Regions from separate parts of the Neogale vison genome. Here region 1 is linked to region 2. The links are chromatin contacts, called in public Hi-C maps. All regions are on one chromosome and are shown on one strand. The core of a region is the stretch at or near the end of the contact, and the rest is flanking DNA. Distances in the headings are between cores, read along the strand shown.

Region 1 (4,040 bases), core at 1,145-3,644, 310 kb before region 2:
CTCCCAGCCAGCCCGGGGCAAATGGAGGTGAGTGTTCTGTCCCGAGTGATCGTCCTCCCCCCAGCCCCCAGGAGAGAGGAAGAAAGCAGCTGCAGTGGGCCCCCTGCCCAAGGCCCAACACACTTAATCCAGATCTCTGGGACTGGAACAGTGGTACTGTTCTAGAGCAGGTGGTTGGGCTCAGCCCTGACCCAAGCCCTCCCCACCCACAGAGGCTGCTCCCTAGGGAGAAGGGAACCGGGAGGATTTGTTCTGTCTTAAATTCCTACCTTAAACACCAAATTTATTTCTGTATTGTTTCATATGTAGTGAAACAATACAGCGAATCAAGGGTTAATAATCATAAAATTGGGGGATATGGTGGAGAGAAATGGGATCAGAGAAGGTCACAAAGATGGTTCAAAAGTATCGGTAAGTTCTATTTCCTACTATAATTCCTTTACCATTCTTTGTGTTAGTTATAGACTACATAAGAACATTTCATAGTTTAAAGAAAAAAAAAATCCCACCTCTTTGGACCCCAGTGAGAGCTTCAAGTTCTGGTAGGTACCGAAGACATGGTGGAGTACCTGGCCCCTGGAGACAAAGCCCTTCACCCCAAGCCTCTGCAGGTGTTTCTCAATTCAGCTGGCCCTGTGCTCCAGGACAGGAGGCTGAAACCAGCCGTAACTTTCCTCAGGCTTCCCAGTCCCTGGTGGCTTGCTCCTGCACCGACTGCCATAGGGCCCGGATATTGCCCTGGCCAAAGCCTGTGGCCCCCTGCCTCTGAATCAGCTCCAGGAAGAAGGTGTCCTCTGGAAAGAGAGACTTGGTGAAGACCTGAAGCAGAAACTTGCCTTCATCGCCATCCAGCAGGATCCCCTGTCGGGCCAGCAGGCTAGGCTCATGCCCAGCAGCTAGGATCTGCCTTTCCTTGCCAGGCTGCTCGTAGTATGCTTCAGGAGGAGCCAGCAGCTGGCCCCCAGCTGCTGCTACCCGCTCAGTGGCTTCTACAATGTTCGGCGTGTAGAGCCCCACGTGCTGCAGTCCTGGTCCCCTGTGCCGGGTCAGGAACTGCTCCACCTGGTCCTGTCCACTAGAAGCCCCTGGTAGGGTCTCAGCCAGCACGAGAGTGGGGACAGCACTGCCTGGTGGGGTCTGCAGGGCTGTGAGCTTCAGTCCCCCTCGCCCAGATCCTGCTGTCACCTCGAGGCCTGTCTCGGGGTCCTCACCTGGACTCAGTGGCAGGTGGCGAAAATCTAGGCAGTCGTGGAACCAGCGCATCAGTGTGGGGGAGCTGCCAGGGATGCAGGCCAGGGTCAGGTGGTCCACGTGGCTGACCCAGCAGGGGCTGGCTGCAGAGGATACGGGCTGGAATCCGGGGAGGAAAGGCCCTCGGACGCCCGCACGCTCCAGGAGTGTCAGGCTGAGGTTGCCGGCAGGTGAGCGGACCACAGCGTAGGTGGCTGTGCCCTGCGTATCCCTCACGCTAACCGGGGGCACCGGCACGCTGCAGCCCTGCGCAACCAACGCCCGGGCGGCGGCGCCCGCGTCCGCCACGTCGAAACACAGGTTGGTGGCACTGGGCACAGCATGACGTGGGTCCAGGCCGTACAGCGGCTCCCCCAGCCCTGCGCCCTCGTTCACCAAAAAGACCGCGTCGCCGCTGCGCAGGGCCAACTGCCGCCAGCCTTCTGCCTCCCGCACGGCCAGGGGCTGGAAACCGAAGAGACGCTGCAGATCCTGGGTCAGGGGCTGCCCCGCGGGCACGTGGAAGGCAATGTGGCACAGACGACGGGCGTGCACGGCCATGGCGGTCCGGGTGATGACCCTGGCTTGTCCTTCCACCTAGTAGGGCCGCTCACCTGGCTTTTCAGGACTCCCGGATTCTCCGTCCCAGGTTTGTCGTCGGAAGCCAGTGGAATCCAATTTTGCCCGCAGAGCGCATTCCTCTCTTTTCCAAGGAAGTCTCAGATTCACCCCTTTGGGGCTCGCGGTTCTCCGCCACGCCCTCTCCAATCCGGAGCAGCGTTGGGACCACGCGGTCTGCGGGGCCAGTGGTGAAAACCACGTGGAGCCGGAGCTGGGGTGCAGCCGGAGAGAGGGGGCGGCGCCAGGGACCGCTGCTCACACTCTCCCCCTCCCAAGCAGACCGTGTCGTCAAGGGTACAGGGGGGACGCAGGACTGCCCTTTCCCAGAGCCTGTTTATGGGCCATGCCCTCGGGCACCGAGCCTCCCCTCTCCCACAGCCCCGGAGACCACAATAGCTGCCTTCACTTGGTGCCTGCGGCCGGGCTTTCGCTCCTCCCCTAAATTTAAGAGCAAAGGGAACCAATCCTAGCTGGGGGAGGAGCCCGAATTCCTAACCGCCTACCCCCGCCCCTGCCCCAAGCAAGGAATTTACCAGTGTCAAGTTTTAGCTTAAAAATTCTAGAGAATTTTGCCTTTGACGCGTAATGTTCCTTTAAAACTTTAAAAATATCAAAATATTTTTTTTACAGATTTTCTTTCCCTCCCCAAATTGGTCCAGAGAAACTGATGTTATAGGAAGATAGGTCATTTGTATGGCTCCTACAAACCTCTTTCTCTGTTAGTCTCTCAACTGCGCCTCTTTCTTCAACCCCACTTCTCTCTCAACAATCTTTGACCCTGACCCAAGCAAGATTTGGAGAAAAAAACTGGTGGCACAGGACCTGAAAGAAACAGCTGCATTAGTGTCCTTTCTCTCCCTCCTGACCCTAAAGGACTAGAACTCAAGCCCTCCTTGTAGCTTCCTGACTGGGTTTTGGGCCAGAGAAGCTTTCTATAGGCTTTTCTGGGCTTAAGAACCAGAATTGTGTGAGATCACTGGATTGAGTAGAATTGAGTAGATAGTAGGAGTCTTCTGAGACTTCAGCGGGTGGCTCTTGGAGGGTTTGGGAAGGGCACTTTAGGGGTAAATGGCATAAGCTAAAAGGTCAGGAATGCGAGCCAAACCCTCAGAGAAGCAAGAGCATAAGACTGGGGAGACATTTGGGATAGATGCTTTGGTTCCAGGCATTGCAAAGGAGATTCCTTTGTCAGGGAGCAGATATAATACCATTCAGTATTACGTCATCGGCAAGTTCATTGGCAAGAGGAAGAAGGATGTGATGGAGGCACAGGGCTGAGAAAAAGAGGTCTGGCTGCGTGTTTAGTCTTGTAGTCAGTTAGGCAGTACCAAGAAGCTGATCAGCAGTGGTAAAAGACACTTGGTGCTACTCTGCAGACTAGTTAATTGGAGAACATGGGTTCCAAAAGCTGGATAGACCCGGGTTTGAAAACTACCTCCAATATTTAGTAGCTGTATGACTTGGGGCAAGTTGCTTATCTTCTCTGAACCTTGGATTTTCTCCTCTGTAAAAATGGGAATAATAATAGTACCTACTTCGTAGGGTTGTTGTGATTAAATAAGAGTATATTCTGCAGCTGGCAAGGGGTCCAGGATTTAGCTTTTGTGCCGGAGCCCAGCTATGTGGGATCAGGACATACAAAGTGGGTTTGCATGTCACAAGGAGAGGGGCTGCAGTAGAACTCAGAATAACAACCACATTTGGACACCCCCCCCCCAAGGTTTGAGCACTGGGAAGGCTCTAGGAAGGCCCTGGCTTTGGTGTGGATTCTGAGGTTAGGGCCTCTGGGGCCAGCGCTCTGTGAGGGTTGGGGCAAAATAGGTTATCTTCTGTCCACGCTATCATGATCAAGGCCCCAGGTGAGCAGCTCTAGTGCCTCCAGGCCTTTGGTCCAGCCAAAGGGATTTCCACTCAAGGGCCCTATGTACCGACAGAGGGCACAGAAACGGGTCCCCTAAACCCATCACTTCCCCCCGGCCCTGAGGGAGAGGGTAGATTTCTAAAGGCCAAGAAGGGTCTGACTTAAAGAAAGGGAGATCTTAGTTAGGGCATATTGCCCTGCAACAGCACTGTGCTTTACCTTGACCCAGAGGCCATTTTGGGGGGCGGGGGGCGGAAAGGGTAGAGGTGGTCATTGATGTTGGTTCTCTCCCCCGCCCCTCCATGCTAGACTCCCATTCCTGCAGCCC
Region 2 (3,970 bases), core at 779-3,278:
AATCTCCTCTCCTCTGATGGCCTGGAAATCCGAGAGTTTCAGCCGAGACTCACTTTTACTCCCATGCTCCATGATTCTAACAATCTTAGGCCTGGCGACCAGGCACACAGTGGATTAAAAAACCAAGCTCTACAGGGAAATGAAATAATTAAATATTTACGTTACCGGGGCACCTGGGTGGCTCAGTTGGTTAAGTGTGCGGCTTGTGATTTCGGCTCAGGTCATGATATCATGGGTTCTGAGACTGAGTCCTCAGTGGGACCCCACACTCCTCTGGGAGTCAGCTTGGGATTCACTCCCTCTGCCGCTACCCGGAACTCAAGTGTGCGCAGGCAAAGTGCGGTATCTCTCTCTCTCCTTAGAATAAGTCTTTTTAAAATATATATTTATATTACGTACTAAGAGGCGGGCACTATATATAGTAGATGCATAAGTTAACTGTGGTCACCAAGACAGCCCTTTCCTTTAAGAAGCTACAGACTGGTGGATCAGTGATCATAATAGTAAATGTTTCAAGAGGAAAAAACTAGAAGTAGCTAGCAAGGGCTCTTCCTGTAACTAGGGAAAGCAGTAGGGGTGTTCCAAATAGAGGGAACAGCAGGTGCAAAGAGAAGAGGCAAAAGAACAAATAGCTATTGTGGGAACCAGAAGACCCATTTGCTGGAATTAAAGAGGCTAGAGGTGTCTTCAGAGTCCAGGTCATGCATGCCCTTATGAGATTCACTTATCCACTTTATTCTATAGTAGCACCATAGCATACAAATAGCTTGGAGAGAAGGGAAGAGGGGCACTATGTTCCCAGCTTTCTAAGGAGAAAATAAAAGGAAAATCGTCAGAATTACACGGGATTAAAAATTATTTATTTTTTGATAACTTTGATTATTTGAAAACTAAATCAAAACAAAGTTTCCATCCAAATGTCCATCAACGGATGAATGGATAAACGATATGTAGTATATACATAAAACAGAGTATTAGTCGACCCATAAAAAGAAATTAAGTTCTATTCATGCTATGATATTGTTGCAATATTATTCTAAGTGAAATAAGACAGACCCAAAAGGAAAATATTATATGGTTCCATTTATGAAATATCTAGAATAGGCTAATTCATAGAGACAGAAAGTAGATCAGAGTTTATCGAGTAGGCCATGAGGAGTTATTGCTTAAAGAGAAAGCCCTGCTGTTTGGAATGATGAAAAAGTTTTGGAAATAGGTAATTGTACTCTTAAAGTGGTTAACTCAGCAAATTTACACTTATTTTACTACAGTTTTTAAAAATATATAAAAAACCATCATACATTTTAAATGGGTGACTTATATGGAATATGAATTATATCTCAAAAAAAACTTTTTAAAAAACTGTTTGCCAGGGAGGGTAGGAGACAAAATTTCCTTATACTTCACCAACAGCTCCTGTCCTTTTTTTTTTTTTTTGCCTCCATCCTATCTACCCACCTTGGACCTATCTTCCCGCCTTAGACCTTTCCTCTCATCTGGTTCAGAACTACTGGGAGAAACTGGATAATGATCACCAATGTCCTAGGATTAGAAGTAACAACCGGGATGAGCGCTGAACAACTCAAGGCTCCTATCAGTGGTAGGGCTAAGGAGGGGATTATTCTCCCAAATATTTTAGCAATACTGCCCCTAGGATGAGGAGCTAAGAGGATGTCTGTTAGATTTTTCGAGTCTTCTGGTTGTGTGTGACTCGTCAGGGTGGGAATGCAAAAACGGGCCAGAGAACCAGAAAAATGTCTGTTCCAATGATCCAGCCTAGATAGGATAGCGGTTCAATGAGGGTATAAAATGGTGGAAGCAAAGAGGACAGACAGGGAGAGATGGATCAGGTAAAGACAACTGAACTTGGGTCTGGATGGCTCCGCACGAGGCACATTGGTTTGTAGTAAGTTTAAGTATCTGAGTACACAGGGAAATACGGCAGGCGCGCTGGGTGCCCTTAGTCCAGAACTTACGGCGAAGGCTGGCCGAAGGCGGGGCCGAGCGTGGTGGGAAGCTTGGCAGCCTTCGCGGCTGCGGCTCCGGGAGCCGAACCGCCGCCCCTGGGCTCCTTTGGTCTCCTTTGCCACTTCACCATGGCAGGCCCAGGACCGGGTGCGGCTCTAGAGTCCCCGCGGCAGTTGCTGGGCCGCGTGCGCTTCCTGGCAGAGGCAGCGCAGAGCCTCCGCGCTGGACGGCCGCTGCCGGCGGCGCTGGCCTTCGTGCCACGCGAGGTGCTCTACAAGCTTTACAAGGACCCAGCGGGTCCGTCGCGCGTGTTGCTGCCCGTGTGGGAGGCGGAGGGCCTGGGACTGCGTGTGGGAGCGGCGGGCTCCGCCCCTGGTACCGGCTCCGGGCCCCTTCGTGCGGCCCGAGACAGCATTGAGCTCCGGCGCGGCGCCTGCGTGCGAACTACCGGCGAGGAACTGTGCAACGGCCAGGGGCTCTGGGTGAAGCTGACCAAGGTACTCCCTGGCCTGCCCTGGGCCCCGCAGAAGACCCCTGGCGCCAGGGCGGCTCCAGGCCGTTCCCTTCCCATCCCCCACCTGGAGGGAGCACTGTGTTCCGTGTCCTTTGCCTTGGGCTGGGCTGGGCAGGGCGCTGGGCAGATCCCAGACGGCTGTCCCCGTCTTGCGCGTCCCGGCAGGAGCAGCTGGCAGAACACCTGGGTGACTGCGGGCTGAACGAAGGCTGGCTGCTGGTGTGCCGACCGGCGGAGGGCGGGGCCCGCCTCGTACCCATCGACACTCCAGACCACCTCCAACGGCAGCAGCAGCTCTTCGGCGTGGACTACCGACCCGTGCTCAGGTCCTGCACTTGAAAGGGCGGGGCTTGCTGCGGGATTGCTCGGCCCCGAAGGGTTGGGAACTAAGCTGACACTGGCGGGGAGGTGGGATAGGGAGTGAAGGCAGGGTTAAAGGCAGGAAGGGGCGGGACCTGAATGGAGATGGGGTGGAGCTTCTGGAAGCCCAGTCTGGTGTGATGAACCTCTGGAGAAAGCTCCCTGGGGGTACCCCGCTGCCCACTGATGTCTCGCCGTCCCCCACTCCGTGCCCGCAGATGGGAACAGGTGGTGGACCTGACATACTCTCATCGCCTTGGATCAAAGCCCCAGCCAGCGGAGGCATATACGGAAGCTGTTCAGAGATTACTGTGAGTGAGCTGGGGTGGGATAGGGAGGAAGAATCTCCAGGTCTGGGCCTGGCCTAATTAGGGACTTGGGGTTGCTTAGCTATGTGCCCCCGACGTGGACCTACGAGTGCGACGAGGACCTGATCCACTTCTTGTACGACCACCTGGGCAAGGAGGATGAGAACCTGGGTAGCGTGAAGCAGTATGTGGAGAGCATAGACGTTTCCTCCTACACGGTGGGTTCTGGGACTCCTCCCACCCCAAGCAAGAGATCATTTCTTGCTAGATCCAGAACCCTCACCTTTAGGCAAGGGCCAAACCTGAATTCCCACAGGCCAGACCCAGTCCAGCACCCCATTTTGGAAGTCCTGTGGGAATGCCTAGACACTTCTACCCATACCGGCTGTGCTTTTAAGCCTCCATGTTCAGGGAGTGGGGTAAACACTGTCTCCACTTCTCTGCCCCTCCCCAGGAGGAGTTCAATGTGTCCTGCCTGACAGACAGCAATGCAGACACCTACTGGGAGAGCGATGGGTCCCAGTGCCAGCACTGGGTACGGCTTACCATGAAAAAGGGCACCATTGTCAAGTGAGTGGACTCTGAGGTAGGACAGAGTGGGTGGGCCCCATGCCTGTAAGTGTACAGACACCCATGTGCATCCTCTGACCACTCAGGAAGCTACTGCTCACAGTGGATACCACAGATGACAACTTTATGCCTAAGCGAGTAGTGATCTTTGGGGGCGAAGGGGACAACCTGAAGAAGCTGAGTGACGTGAGCATTGACGAGTGAGTGAACAGGCTGGTCTGGGAGGGAGAATGGGGCATGATCCTAGCAA

The links. Hi-C and Micro-C count contacts between places; a contact is called where the count stands out from the background.
Region 1: a contact with region 2 is called in a Hi-C map of fibroblasts, with 7 times the contacts expected there. The contact joins the promoter of HPDL here to the promoter of HECTD3 in region 2. A contact is called at or near these places in 3 of 3 Hi-C or Micro-C datasets (fibroblasts, muscle and tongue).

Annotation. Positions count from the first base shown.
Region 1 is chr2:35,680,991-35,685,030 of ASM_NN_V1, reverse strand. It overlaps HPDL (4-hydroxyphenylpyruvate dioxygenase-like protein), which reads right to left and starts at 2,394. Exons shown (of 1, transcript XM_044238105.1): 1 at 258-2,394. The coding sequence starts at 1,791. The coding sequence ends at 676.
Region 2 is chr2:35,365,824-35,369,793 of ASM_NN_V1, reverse strand. HECTD3 (E3 ubiquitin-protein ligase HECTD3) reads left to right here and starts at 2,028. Exons shown (of 21, transcript XM_044238097.1): 1 at 2,028-2,465; 2 at 2,648-2,808; 3 at 3,061-3,153; 4 at 3,233-3,368; 5 at 3,605-3,720; 6 at 3,807-3,920. The coding sequence starts at 2,097.